Linked DNA regions of Sus scrofa: region 2 is linked to region 1. A link is a contact called in public Hi-C data. All regions are on one chromosome and are shown on one strand. Each heading gives the region's core, a stretch centred on a gene start, on an enhancer-like site or on the middle of the called end of the contact. The rest is flanking DNA. Distances are from core to core; before and after follow the strand shown. Region 1 overlaps LOC110256949 (a long non-coding RNA gene). Region 2 holds the start of EPHA4 (EPH receptor A4).

The links. Hi-C and Micro-C count contacts between places; a contact is called where the count stands out from the background.
Region 2: a contact with region 1 is called in a Hi-C map of embryonic fibroblasts, with 2.7 times the contacts expected there. The contact joins the promoter of EPHA4 here to the enhancer-like site in region 1. A contact is called at or near these places in 1 of 5 promoter capture datasets (fetal liver) and 1 of 47 Hi-C or Micro-C datasets (embryonic fibroblasts).

Annotation. Positions count from the first base shown.
Region 1 is chr15:122,603,157-122,608,917 of Sscrofa11.1, forward strand. The region is part of intron 4 of LOC110256949 (a long non-coding RNA gene); the gene reads left to right. Among named protein-coding and RNA genes, the nearest start is that of EPHA4, 900 kb to the right of the region's middle. Within about 2 kb of position 3,860, at least 6 of the 83 cell types and tissues checked have an H3K27ac peak or open chromatin away from gene starts, as enhancers often do. A contact at or near this core is called in embryonic fibroblasts, where this site is marked.
Region 2 is chr15:123,499,636-123,505,632 of Sscrofa11.1, forward strand. EPHA4 (EPH receptor A4) reads right to left here and starts at 2,124. Exons shown (of 17, transcript NM_001134967.1): 1 at 2,034-2,124. The coding sequence starts at 2,124.

The DNA.
Region 1 (5,761 bases), core at 2,610-5,109:
AAAGCATTGGTCTCTATCAAATTGTAGGTTGTACTCTTTGCCTGTCCACACTAGCAACATAGTGAGAATTTTATGCAGTTTCTAAGATTATTCAAGCCTCTGTGTGATTTTTCCTGGTAATTGGAGAAAATACATAAGCAAAATGGCATAATGAATGGGCAAATGTGAATGTTTGGCACATCTTTTCACCATGGGAGCACTCTTCTGGCTTATACTTCAGCTACAATCTTTATCAGATGGTTCAAAAATTATTAAGAGAAAGTGAGAGGATCAGATTAAGAAAGGGAGAGAAGAATTCCCATTGTGTCTCAGCAGTAACAAACCTGGCAAATATCCATGAGGATGCAAGTTTGATCCCTGGCCTTGCTCAGTGGGTTAAGGATCCAGCATTGCTGTGAGCTGTGGTGTAGGTCAAAGAAGTGCCTCAGATCCTGGGTTGCTGTGACTGTGGTGTAGGCTAGCAGCTGAAGCTCTGATTCGACCCCTAGCTGAAAAAAAAGGGGGGGTGGGGAAGGAAAGAAAAAGAGGTAGGGGGAGAGGAGAGAGATAGCCAGCAGACAGGAAGACAGACAGACAGACCCAGGAAAATGTCATACAAATAATAAAATACATGCTTTGCCATTTTTTGTTTCCCTTTGAGATACCACCAAAGAAACTATAACGACCTAACCCAGAATTTTATTAATGTTGTTATCAGAAGTATACTCCCTGTGAAAGTTCTGTTCATGACAAAGTGAACACCTAAGAAACGAATTCACCATCTGGAATTTAGCTCTTAGAAGGAAACTAATATGGGGAAAAAAAAAAAAACACAAAGGGATTTCATAAAGAGGAAGACAGAGCTAACCAAAGTTAAAATATTTTAGATGGAAATATTATTATATTTGATATTTAGTAAATTTGAAGATAAATACTTGAGAATTGCCTTGAACAGACCATTTAGTAAACTTCTAAAATCAATATTTAATAAATAATGTAATACATAGAATGAATATCTAAGGGAAATATGTTTATTAAATTCACCTTCAATGATACAATGAAATTATGATATGATACAAAGAAATCTCTATGATACTAAGAAATTTTGATTCCTTTTTAAAATACACAGTCCAAATTCTAAAGCAATTCTGACATCTATGACTGACAAATCATTAAAGTTTATCAAAGAAATAAAATTAGGCCAAAACATCAAACAAAATATCTATGACATTTTAACATATGACCATGAAGCTGGCCAAGTTTGATTTGTTTTTTCATATTTTTCTTTTCTTGGAGGACATTTGTAGAACATTTGTCCAAGTTTTTTTTTTTTTAAATGATATTTGAAAAAAAAAAAGGAAAATGGAAACTATTCTATGTTTAAGGAATATAAATACATCAATTCCAAATAATGTTTAAGATTAAAAAGAGAAAAGAGGAATGGTGTGTTACCCTCTTTCCAATTTTTTAAATGTGATATGCTTATTATATACAGAATTTCTGCCAAAGGTAAAGATGGAGAAATGACAATGACAACTGTAGGTCACGATAAGGGGAAGGTCAATTGCTTGTCTAGACACTGTCTTTGATAACAATAAGCATTTTCAGATAGCCAGGGGAAGCATATCCCTTTCAGAAAGGTAACTAGATAAGTAGTGGGTTCTTACATTACCAATAATTGGCCCTGGAATTAAAGTAGAAAAAAATTTCCTTTCCCTCACTGGCTTATGCATCAAACTAGATGTCACCTGCTCTTTCATAAATGAAATTCAGGGCAAGGAGAATAATTTCAGCTTTAATGAAGATGATGCATTGCTAGAAACTATATGAATATGTTTCATATTCAGTATCCTGTAATATATCATATGAATGTTTACAATAACCTCCTTTCATATTATATGAAGTTATATGGACTAAACAGTATCCACATTTAGTTTTATCTTTTGGTCCTTAATATCCTCCTTTCATTCTTGATTGTTCTGATTGGTATGGGATTTGTTGTCATTTGTTTGTTTCTATTTATACTTTTATTACCAAGGATTTATATGTATGTGTGTGTGTGTTTCTACGCTATATATATATATATATATAGCGTAGAAATGTATATATATATATGCATTTCTCTTCTTTTTAGTTTCTCTTTATTGCAAAGGTGAGCTTTGTTGATAGTGAGTAGAATTTAGCCTGAAAAGCATGTTGGAGCTGGCTGAATTTAAACTTCATCAGGTTACAATGCAAAAATATCATGACAAAAGAGTGTGTTTCATCTTGTCTTTTGATGAGCACAGCACAAAGTAGAAATGTTTCCTTTTAACACTGACTGCCAAATTTCTAAACTGGCTCCCTAATTACACCCTTGCAACATGAAGGCTCGTCCATTTGCACATCAGTGGAGAACAGATCCTGTAGCACAGTAGAGGGTGGGTGCTGTCAAATGAACTAGGAGAGTGGGTAAATGACTCTTTTAATGCCTTTTCCCCCAACATTTTATTATGAAAAAATTTTAAACTATAGAAAATTATGAAATAATTTTTCAGTGGACACCTGAATACTTTCCATCTAGATTCTACCCTTATCATTTTATTACATTTTCTTTATCACATGTCTATCCCTCTATATATTTCTCTATCTGTACATCAATCCATCTTATTTTTGTGATGCCTTTCAGAGTGAATTGCGGTCCTGTTCCCCTAAATACCTCAGCTGCTGTAATGGTTTAATGCTTTAATGCTATAATGGTGATGAAAAAAATGGATGCATTTCTCCCAACCAACTTTGAAAGAGCAATTTTAGAGAAGGGAAAAAAGGTAGAGAAAATTATTTTCTAGGAACAAAGATGTGAAGAAAAATAAGTTTTGAGACACCACATGGTGTCATTTTCTAGAATGCTATTCTAGTCCTGCTGGAATTTTTTTTTTCCTCAGTAGCAAGAAAGATTTATGTGACACTCTTTAGAATCAGCAGTTATTGGTATTTACTTGGTAGCAAGTGATGCTTAAATTTGAAAATTGCCAGTGGATTTTGTTTTTATATCACTAAGCAGTTATAGGACTGTTTTGTTCATACACGCTGAGAAACCAAATAGTACAAATGGGATGACCTGAACTTAGAATGAGATAAAAATCATCCTTTCATTAGAACCTTGGTTTGCCAAAATGAGGAGCATTAAACATGTAACAAAGTAATTGAGACACTGTCTCATCTCTGTATATTACTGTGTTGCTCTTTGGCTATATAATGACTTAAACTTACTTGGAGGAGATGGTAGAGAATGTTAAAATAAAATTGCTATCTCTCAACTTAGGGTTCATTCACAGGGGTTGATGTAAATTCAAAGCCAGAGGATAAATCACATGGCACCTCTTTCTGGAGTTTCAATCTTTCTCTCAGGCTAAGTTATCAGAAAAATTAATGTATAGGTTTATCAAACATTTTGCATATAAACCAAATGTAGATAGCTTTATGGAATGGAGATAAAGTTTGTGTTGATTTAAAAATGTTTGAGTCAGGAGAGAACCTGACTGATATTTTATAATTCTGGAGAAGGACTGGCAGTTCAAGTCAAACTTCCAGAAGGGAACAGCAGGTACAGGTGCATTGGGGAAGGTTTTAGGGAATGATGTTGCCTGGGCAGGTGAAGTTAGACTGGGAAAGGCCTCAAATGCCATGCTGATGAATTTGAACTTTATCCCTGAGGCTCCAGGAAGTCCTACTACTCAGTGAAACTCCCAGAAGAGTTTCGCTCTTCTGGGTAAGCTGATATCAGGCATTGTCTAGAGTTTGCTGAGACAGCAAAAATAAACCTAATATTGTGCTATAGACTGTGAGTCAGAAAACCTCCCTTCTGGTTGCACTAACCACCAACCATGTGTGTGAACTTGTGCAAATACCTTGGCCTGCCTGAGACTCAGTCCTCTAATCTACCACAGACGAAGAAACCATCTGCCCTTTTGCCCCCAAAGAATGATTTTGTGTCCCCGGGGGGGGGGGCGTGCCCATGAAAACCCTGGGTAAACGATGATGCACTGAACAATACATGGAATGCTTATTACTATGAGTCACTTCGACTGCAGAGTTAAAGCACCCAATAAATATTTTCATAATTTTTTATAAGTGAGTTTCCAAATCCTGTTTTTTTTGTTTTTTTTTTTTTAAACTCATATAGCAGCCCTTAGTCAGAGGATTAAGGGTTCATATCCCTTCAAGGTTGTTATTTTTCTCTGCTTTTACAGTACCTAATCACAGCCTCCAGTGCAATAATTCTGTAGGAACTTGATAAACATCTTTTGCATGACTCTGTTCCTATGGACAGGTGCCCCACATCTAGCCCTGTTTTATCTCCTGCCCAAACAAGTGTAACTGACTTCTCTCTTGCATTCTTTTTTTCCACATCCAAAATGATAACTTTGATCATTGGCCCACTCTTTGGACTTGAGACTATTTAGATGTCTAGGTATTTTTACAAAGTGATTCATCTTGAGGGTTCCTGTCCACTGTGCTGTTAGTATTCTTTTACCCTCTCCCCTGATCTTATAGCAATTAAGTTCAAGTTTCTTTCCTTTTATCAATACTTGTCCATTCATTTATTCAGACACCAAGGATTAAATGTGTCCTTTCATTGTACAGCACTAGACTCTGGGAAAATAATAGGAAATTAAAACTTTTTGTCCCAACCTGAAGGAGCTCCTGAAGGGGTGGGAAAAACGAACCTGTATGAGATTGCTTGTAAAGTACTGTGAGAGGACTGGGATAAAGATGTGAACAAAGAGTTGTAGGACTTCCAGGCAGGCACTGAGTAAGCCTGTGTGGAATTATCTGGGCTGGCTTTACAAAAGGGGGCATTAAAGAATATTAAAGAACTTTTTTTCTTTTATTTATTCATCTAGTTGTTTGTACTCCAAATTGTTCCAAAAAATGGGTTCAGGTGAATCTCACAATCTTTGAAAAGGTAAGGGAGGAAATCAAGATACTGAAAAAAAATAGAGGAAGAAAATAAAATAATGCCCTGATGATGTTAGTCCATAAAGAGTAACATTATTATATGTAGGGTCACAGATGCGGCTTTGATTCATTCTTCTAAAAGGAATGAGTGTGATTAAGACAAATGCAAAGCAGCTCATGGGGGACCTCAACTATCCCTGGTACTGGGAGACCTTCCCTTGGTTCTCACACAAAGAGAATCCTTGTGAAACATGACAAACAAGTCTTTTGAACCACATCACTGTAGTCAACAGAATAACAAGCTTCATGGGTTTGGTCTCACGTTATTTCTTAATGGGGGCTGATGGCATAGCGTCCATGCCAAGTTCAGTAAAAGAAATTCCATGTTGTCAAGTATACAGTTGAGAACAATGGATGCACTTTGGCCAGGTGGGGCTGGCTTTGGAGCTGAGGAAACAAAACGAACAATAGCAGAAAGTTGTGAAAGTGCCTGGAGTGGCTGTGGAAGTTTGCAGAGCTTGGCGTGGCTGTAGTGCAGGGTGTGTCTGGGAGCTCCACTTTCCATTAGGATGAAATCCAAACTCCTTAGCATGGCAAACAAGGACCTTGATGAGCTGGTTGCCTGCCTGCATTTCCTGATGCAGTCATTGCCACACCCGTTCTCCATTGTTAAACCATAAATGCTTTTTAAAAATTATTATTACTATTTTCATTTTCTAGATATCCTCATTCTCTATCTTCCTTAAAACCTCAGCCTGCCTAGAATGTCATAACCCTCCACACACCTATCTCCATCTACCAAGTCTATTTCTCTTCCTTTTTCAATACTCAGCATCTTCAA
Region 2 (5,997 bases), core at 874-3,373, 890 kb after region 1:
GCTCGTGAACCCCAACTCTCAATCCTGCCCCTCCCAGGTCCCTGAATTCTACCCACCTCCCCTCTCATTTCGCCCCAAAGTCAAAGGAGTTAAAACGAGCCTATCTCTCCTGGTTTTCCCCGGGAAGCCTGAATTCCTAGAGTCTGTTAATTATTTTAAAATGTAGAGCCTTCCCTGGGTCGCTCCCGCCCGGAGTGGCGCCCCCTCCTCATTCCCTCTTCTCGGTCCCTAGAGAAAAGCCCGCTACATCCATTTGGATTTATGTAAGGTGGATTAGGGACACAAAGGGAACAATAAGACCCAATTTACAAAAAAAGGGAGGGAGTAGAAAGGGAGGGTAAGAGGGAGAAAAGAAAACGTGATGAGAATAAAAAGCAACAAAATGAATTAATTTTTAAGGAGGAGGCGGGATCGGAGGGGGGTGACACCCCCCCCCCCCATTTCTACACCAGCCTATAGCTCCATCATCACTTTTTTTGTCTGGGGCTCCCAAGTTTTGCTTCTAAACGAAAAAAGCAAGGGGAAAAAAAGGGAAAAAAAGAAAAGAAAGAAAAATCTCCTTTGCGTTTGGTGCAGAGGTCCTGAGGGACGTCCTAACAAGTGTGCAAAGTAGTCAGGAGAAAGAAGGATCCACGACTCGGATCAGAGGAATGACCCTGGGGACCTAGGGGCTGCAGCGGCCGAGATTGCACTAGGAGCCACGTCGGAAGGAGAGAGATGGGCAGAGCGAGGGAGCGCCCCTTTCCTCCGGAGCTGTGTCTGCCGGCAGGTGTGTGAATCTCTGAGAGCCTCTGACTGGCGAACTCTGGGTACCGGCTGCCCAGCTAAGGCTAAGTTGGTTTTTGGCTCCCTCCTTCGGAGCAGGGAAAATGATAGATTGCACGGGAATGGATGGACGGATCTTGGAGAGACGGACGTATGAATGGATGGATGGATGGATGGGAGAGGGTGGGGAGGTGAAGGAGACGGCGAGACTGATGCACGCAGGCTCGAGCGCGAGCATTCGCCGGAACACACGCGCACACAATTAGGACACTCGCGCCCAGGCACACAATTGCTTGCTTACACGCGGGCACCCGCGCACCCACATACACGCATTTGCGCTTGCGCTCATACACACACACGCACACGCAACTCGCCTTTCTCTGAGATCATCAGAAACTAAATGATCACCCCCCACATCCCCGACACAGACACACACACACTGCCTTTTCAGCACGTCCAAACAGACTCGCAGAAAACTGATCACCGACATGGATCCAGTCGGTCCCTCACGGTCCCTCCAAACTAACCTGGTGTACAGTTCAGGGGGCAAAAAGCTAAACCTCTAGTATATTCAACTTGCCGGCAGGTTCCCCAGGTCTTCGGGGTGGCCTGAGGTGAGGCGCTTGGGACTCACTAGGCCAGCGATCGCACCCCCAGGGCGCGGGGCCCTGAGGGGAGAAAGGTGTCTGACGCCGGGTGTTAGAAATCAGGTCACCGGCGACCGGTGAGCTGCGCCACGACCGCTGCGCGGCGGAGGCCGGGCAGCCGGGTCCTGGGAAGCGCAGGGCTCGGGAAACTTTGCAGAAACCGGAGCTCGCAAGGCTTTCGCAAGAACCCAAGAGAGCAGCACGATATCCTCAAGTAGGTCCAGGCTTCCGTTCTCACTCAGCCAGTGTCGAGTGGGAAAGTGACGGTAGGAACAGGTCCACAGAATTTATTTATTTATTTTTATTTTGGTGTTGGCTCCCGGGTATCCCCATAGGGTGCCTCAGGCTGCCTTCGTCGGTGGATGCTGATAAACTTTGTCCTTTCGTTACAAACTTGGGCAACCCCGCCGCAAGAACGGGTCACCTCCCCGAGGCAGGCTGCCCGGCCGCTCCCCGCCTCTCCTTCGGGGATCCCCTCGCCCGGGCCCCATTCTCCGGAGTCAGGGTGCACCGCTTGCACGGGGATCCCCTACACCCGCCGGCCTCGAGTTCCCGAGGACCCCTCGTCCGCCGATCGTTGCCTCTCTGTCCCAGACGGCAGAAAGGCCGCCCCACTCTTACCTTCATTTGCGGGATATACCCTGGAACCGGTGACAGCGTCGCAAATCCCAAAGAGAAACGAAAAGAGGACGAAATAGAAAATCCCAGCCATGGTTCGCCGGTGCCAACGTTGCTCCTGCCGCTTCTATCCCAGTGGAATAAATGCTTAAGTTAGGAGTGCAGCAGGCTGAAGACATTGCCAAGGGGGTGGGCCCGGCCGGTGACGCGCACCCGCCAGTCCCGGGACCTCGGCCAATGGTAGAGCAGAGGGGGCGGTTTGGCCCCGCCCCCACCAGGCAGAGCCGCCCCCGACGTACCGCCCCTCCGGGCTCCGCAGGGCGCTAGGTCTCCCCGGGGTTGGGGTTGCGGGGGGAGGTCTGTGCTGTATCCCGCCCCCGCCGGAGGTAGACGACTGGGTTTCCAGACTGCACCTGGGGTCCAGCACCTGGGGGTCCAGCTCCTGGGCGACAGAAGGAGCTTCGAAAGATTCTGAATTGGTTGAGGACAGTCCGAGGAATGGTGGGAGCCCCCACATCCCCCACGGGCGATTTGAGATGGAGGAAAAGGCTCTTTCATAGCCATTTAAAAAAAAAAAAAAAAGTTTAAAGTTGACCTGCCTCTTTGCTATTGCTCTTTTCTGAGGGTCGAAGCGTTGGCGTCCCGCACGTCCCGACTGGGGCTGCGCCTTCACTCCTGCGCACGGCGACGGCCACCCTCTGCTACCTGGCCCCTTTTTGTGCCTTTGTGGTGCATCTCGGTGTGAAATGCTCTTGGGGAGGGGGGAGATTTGTGGCTTGATAACTCCTTTTCCCAAGCTCCCAGCTGCCTGGAGAGCGGGGACCTAATCAGTCCCTAACGTCGGTCGAGAGCGGCGCTCATCCAGAAGCAGGATTCTATCACGGTCTCCAGAGACTGAACGAAAGACTTTATAGCAACGGAGAAGCCCCCTCTGGCCGCATCTCCGGCCCCGGGATAGTACTCCCCCAAACCTGGCAGGAAACTCCGAGATGACCTTGACTGCGGAGAACCAACTGTGTGTTTCCCGAGGGGAGTCCCTGACTAGCAAGTCCCGGCACAGAAGGCAAAAGCGGAGAGCACAAGGCACACGGGAGCCCGGGAGCTGCCCGGAGTGGTTGCTGCAGCTCAGCGCTCCCGTTGCTCCCCTGCGCTGGTCTGCACAGCTCTTGCAGCCCCCGAAGGCGGTGGTGGGCCAAGGGACCCGCAGAAATCCGCGCAGCTGCGCTCACTGCGGTGCCGCGGGTGTCACTGTGGACCTCCTGGGGGCGCAGGCAGCACGGAGCCCTGGGGTGTCCCCTGATGCCCCGACCGCGGACGCAGCCAACTGAGCGCTGCCGAGACCGCAACGCCGCAGGCGGGCGGGGGACCGGCCCCCTACGCGACTTGGTGAATTCTGCGGACGACTGGAGGTGCCCGATTCCTGAAGAGGCCTCTCTCCTTCCCTCTCTCAAACCAACCCTCCTCTGACTCCCTAAGGGTTAGGGCCGGGTTTTCCTCCGGAGACTGGGTCCCAGCGGGAGCGCGACGGCGGGGAGGTGGAAGCGCCTTTCCCGCTCCCGCAGCAGCTCATCGTGAACCAACCGCGCCACCTGCCGGCCATAAAGGGGAGTGCGCGGCCCCCGCGGCGGGGCAAGTGGACAAAGACCCCAACAAGCAGCCAGCGCGGGGAGGAGGTGTGTCCGTGCGGTATCTTTTCCATCCACCCGCCCTTGTCCTGGGCACCCAGGCCACCCCTGCGGAGTATTGGCGGGCAGCCGACGAGAGGGACGGGGAGTCCTGTCGGGCTTCTCGCCAGCTGGAATTCAGAAGACGGAATCTGAAAGCCTTTCAAGGAGAAACTCCTGGTCAACATCTCAGGGGTTGCCTGAGTAGCTGCTATCTCTGGGGAAAAAAAAAAAAAAAACAAACAAACCCGAAACCTAGATAAAGTAGGAGGGGCCGGAGGGGTGTAGGGAGATGTGGAGAAGAGAGCAGATCGCGGCCAGTTTCTAGTCACTGGCCTCCGTAGAACATCGCGTCTCCTCCACTCGTGCAAACTCAGACCCAGGCTAACGAGATGGGCAACTTTTACTGGAGCACGTTTGCAAGGCGTTGGGCATTAGCCTGTGAGTCGGTGGCCTAGAGGGACAGCTCCTGCGGCTCCAGACATTATGGCTTCTCAGTGAAAGACCTGCTGAAATGTCAGTTTGAAGAAGTGGGTTTCAGCTATTGCAGCTCCTGATTTTACACAAGCAAAAACGGGGTGGTGGTTGGGGATGCACATGGGGGATATATACATACGTACGTGTGTGCATAAATTATTTACAATAACTGCACAAAATCCTTTTAAGGAATGCATTTCTAGGTACTTTCATGTGTCTCCTAGAGTTTTACAGGAAAAGAAGATGAATATTGGTCCCTGTCTTTCTGTATACAGACTCAGCAGAGAAAAAGAGCAATCTGAATTCTTTCTAAACCGTTTTTAAAAAATAGTCGCTGGTTGCCTCTCTTCAAGATTTGAGTTTTGCATGTATGGGTGGTTAAAATGGGAAATTGTCTGCCTGCCTCCTTAAAAAAACAGTAAAATTTCTAAAACATGAACCATCCCCTCCCCCATATGCACACAGAATATTAAAATCTTCCCAGCCACGGCTGCCTGAAAGCAAGGCTTCATTTGCTAGGGGACACTCAGTGTCGTCCCCGTCCCCCCCTTTTCCTCCCATTTTCCTTTTAAGGCCCCAAACCAGCCAAGTAATCTGGGAAAAACTGAACTATAACTTCCTCTTTAAAGCATTTCTGAGCTGAAGATCAGAAATGAAGTGCTAAATGCTGAAGTATTTAGGATAAAAGAATAGGACTGCTTAGATTTCTCTAGAAATATTCCAATTAAAAAGGGAAAAGAGAGAACAAGAATAGGGGAATAAATAGATGAGACAGGATGGGAAAATGTTGGTATTTTTTCATGCTGAATAAAGGGACTCATGTGGCTTGATTACACTCTTCTTTCTATGCTTATGTGTGTTCAGTGTTTTCCATAATAAAAATTACAGTAACAATTTTTTTTAAGACAGAAATGAGCCACTCAAAATTCCTCCATACATTATGCAACCTGGAGGAAAAGCCATCTAATCTAACAGACATGATTCCCTCTGCAACGTAGGGCAAACATGAGGGAGTTCCTGTTGTGGCTCAGGGAGTAGAGGACTCGACATCCTCTCTGTGAGGATGCAGGTTCAATCCCTGGACTTACGCAGTGGGTTGAAGATCCAGCATTGCTGCAAGCTGTGGTGTAGGTCACACATGTGGCTTGGATCTGTGAATGTGGCTGTGACCTAGGCCTCAGCTGCAGCTCCAATTCGATCCCTAGCCCAGGAACTTCCATATGCTTCAGGTGCAGCCATTAAAAAAGGGGGGGGGGCAAAAATAAAGAAAAAATCATAGTGGTCCTGGTCCACCGTCAAGGCATATCTCTGTCTTTATTGGAAACACCTTGGAATTTTCACCTTGGACCCAGAGAGTTATTTATAACAAATCCATCTTTCACTGGAGTCAGAAGCATGCAATAGAATGTCACATAAAAAGTACCTAAAATCACCTAGTTTTAATATCCTCGAGTAAAACTAGCCTCCTAACTGCTGTAAGAATTTGAGAGTATTTTGAATCCAATGAGACATGTCAAAATATATATGCTTATAAGCTTAATAAAAATAGTAAATCAATAATTTGAAGTTTTTGATATAATTTTTCCTCTTTGTGCAGTGCCTGACCTGCATTTTAAATGCTTAATTGAAATAACATTGAATTTCAAAAGTATCTCTTATTGATCCCGACATTTAAAAATAACACCAAGTGGTAGAGTTTCTGCCTCTAAGTGGAGGGCCAACTTCACCAAAGAAATAAGGAAAGAACCTTTGACTGGTGGACAAATAAGCAGCAATAGAGTACAGGAAGACTAGAGAAAAGTTAGAACTGGAACGCAAATCCACTC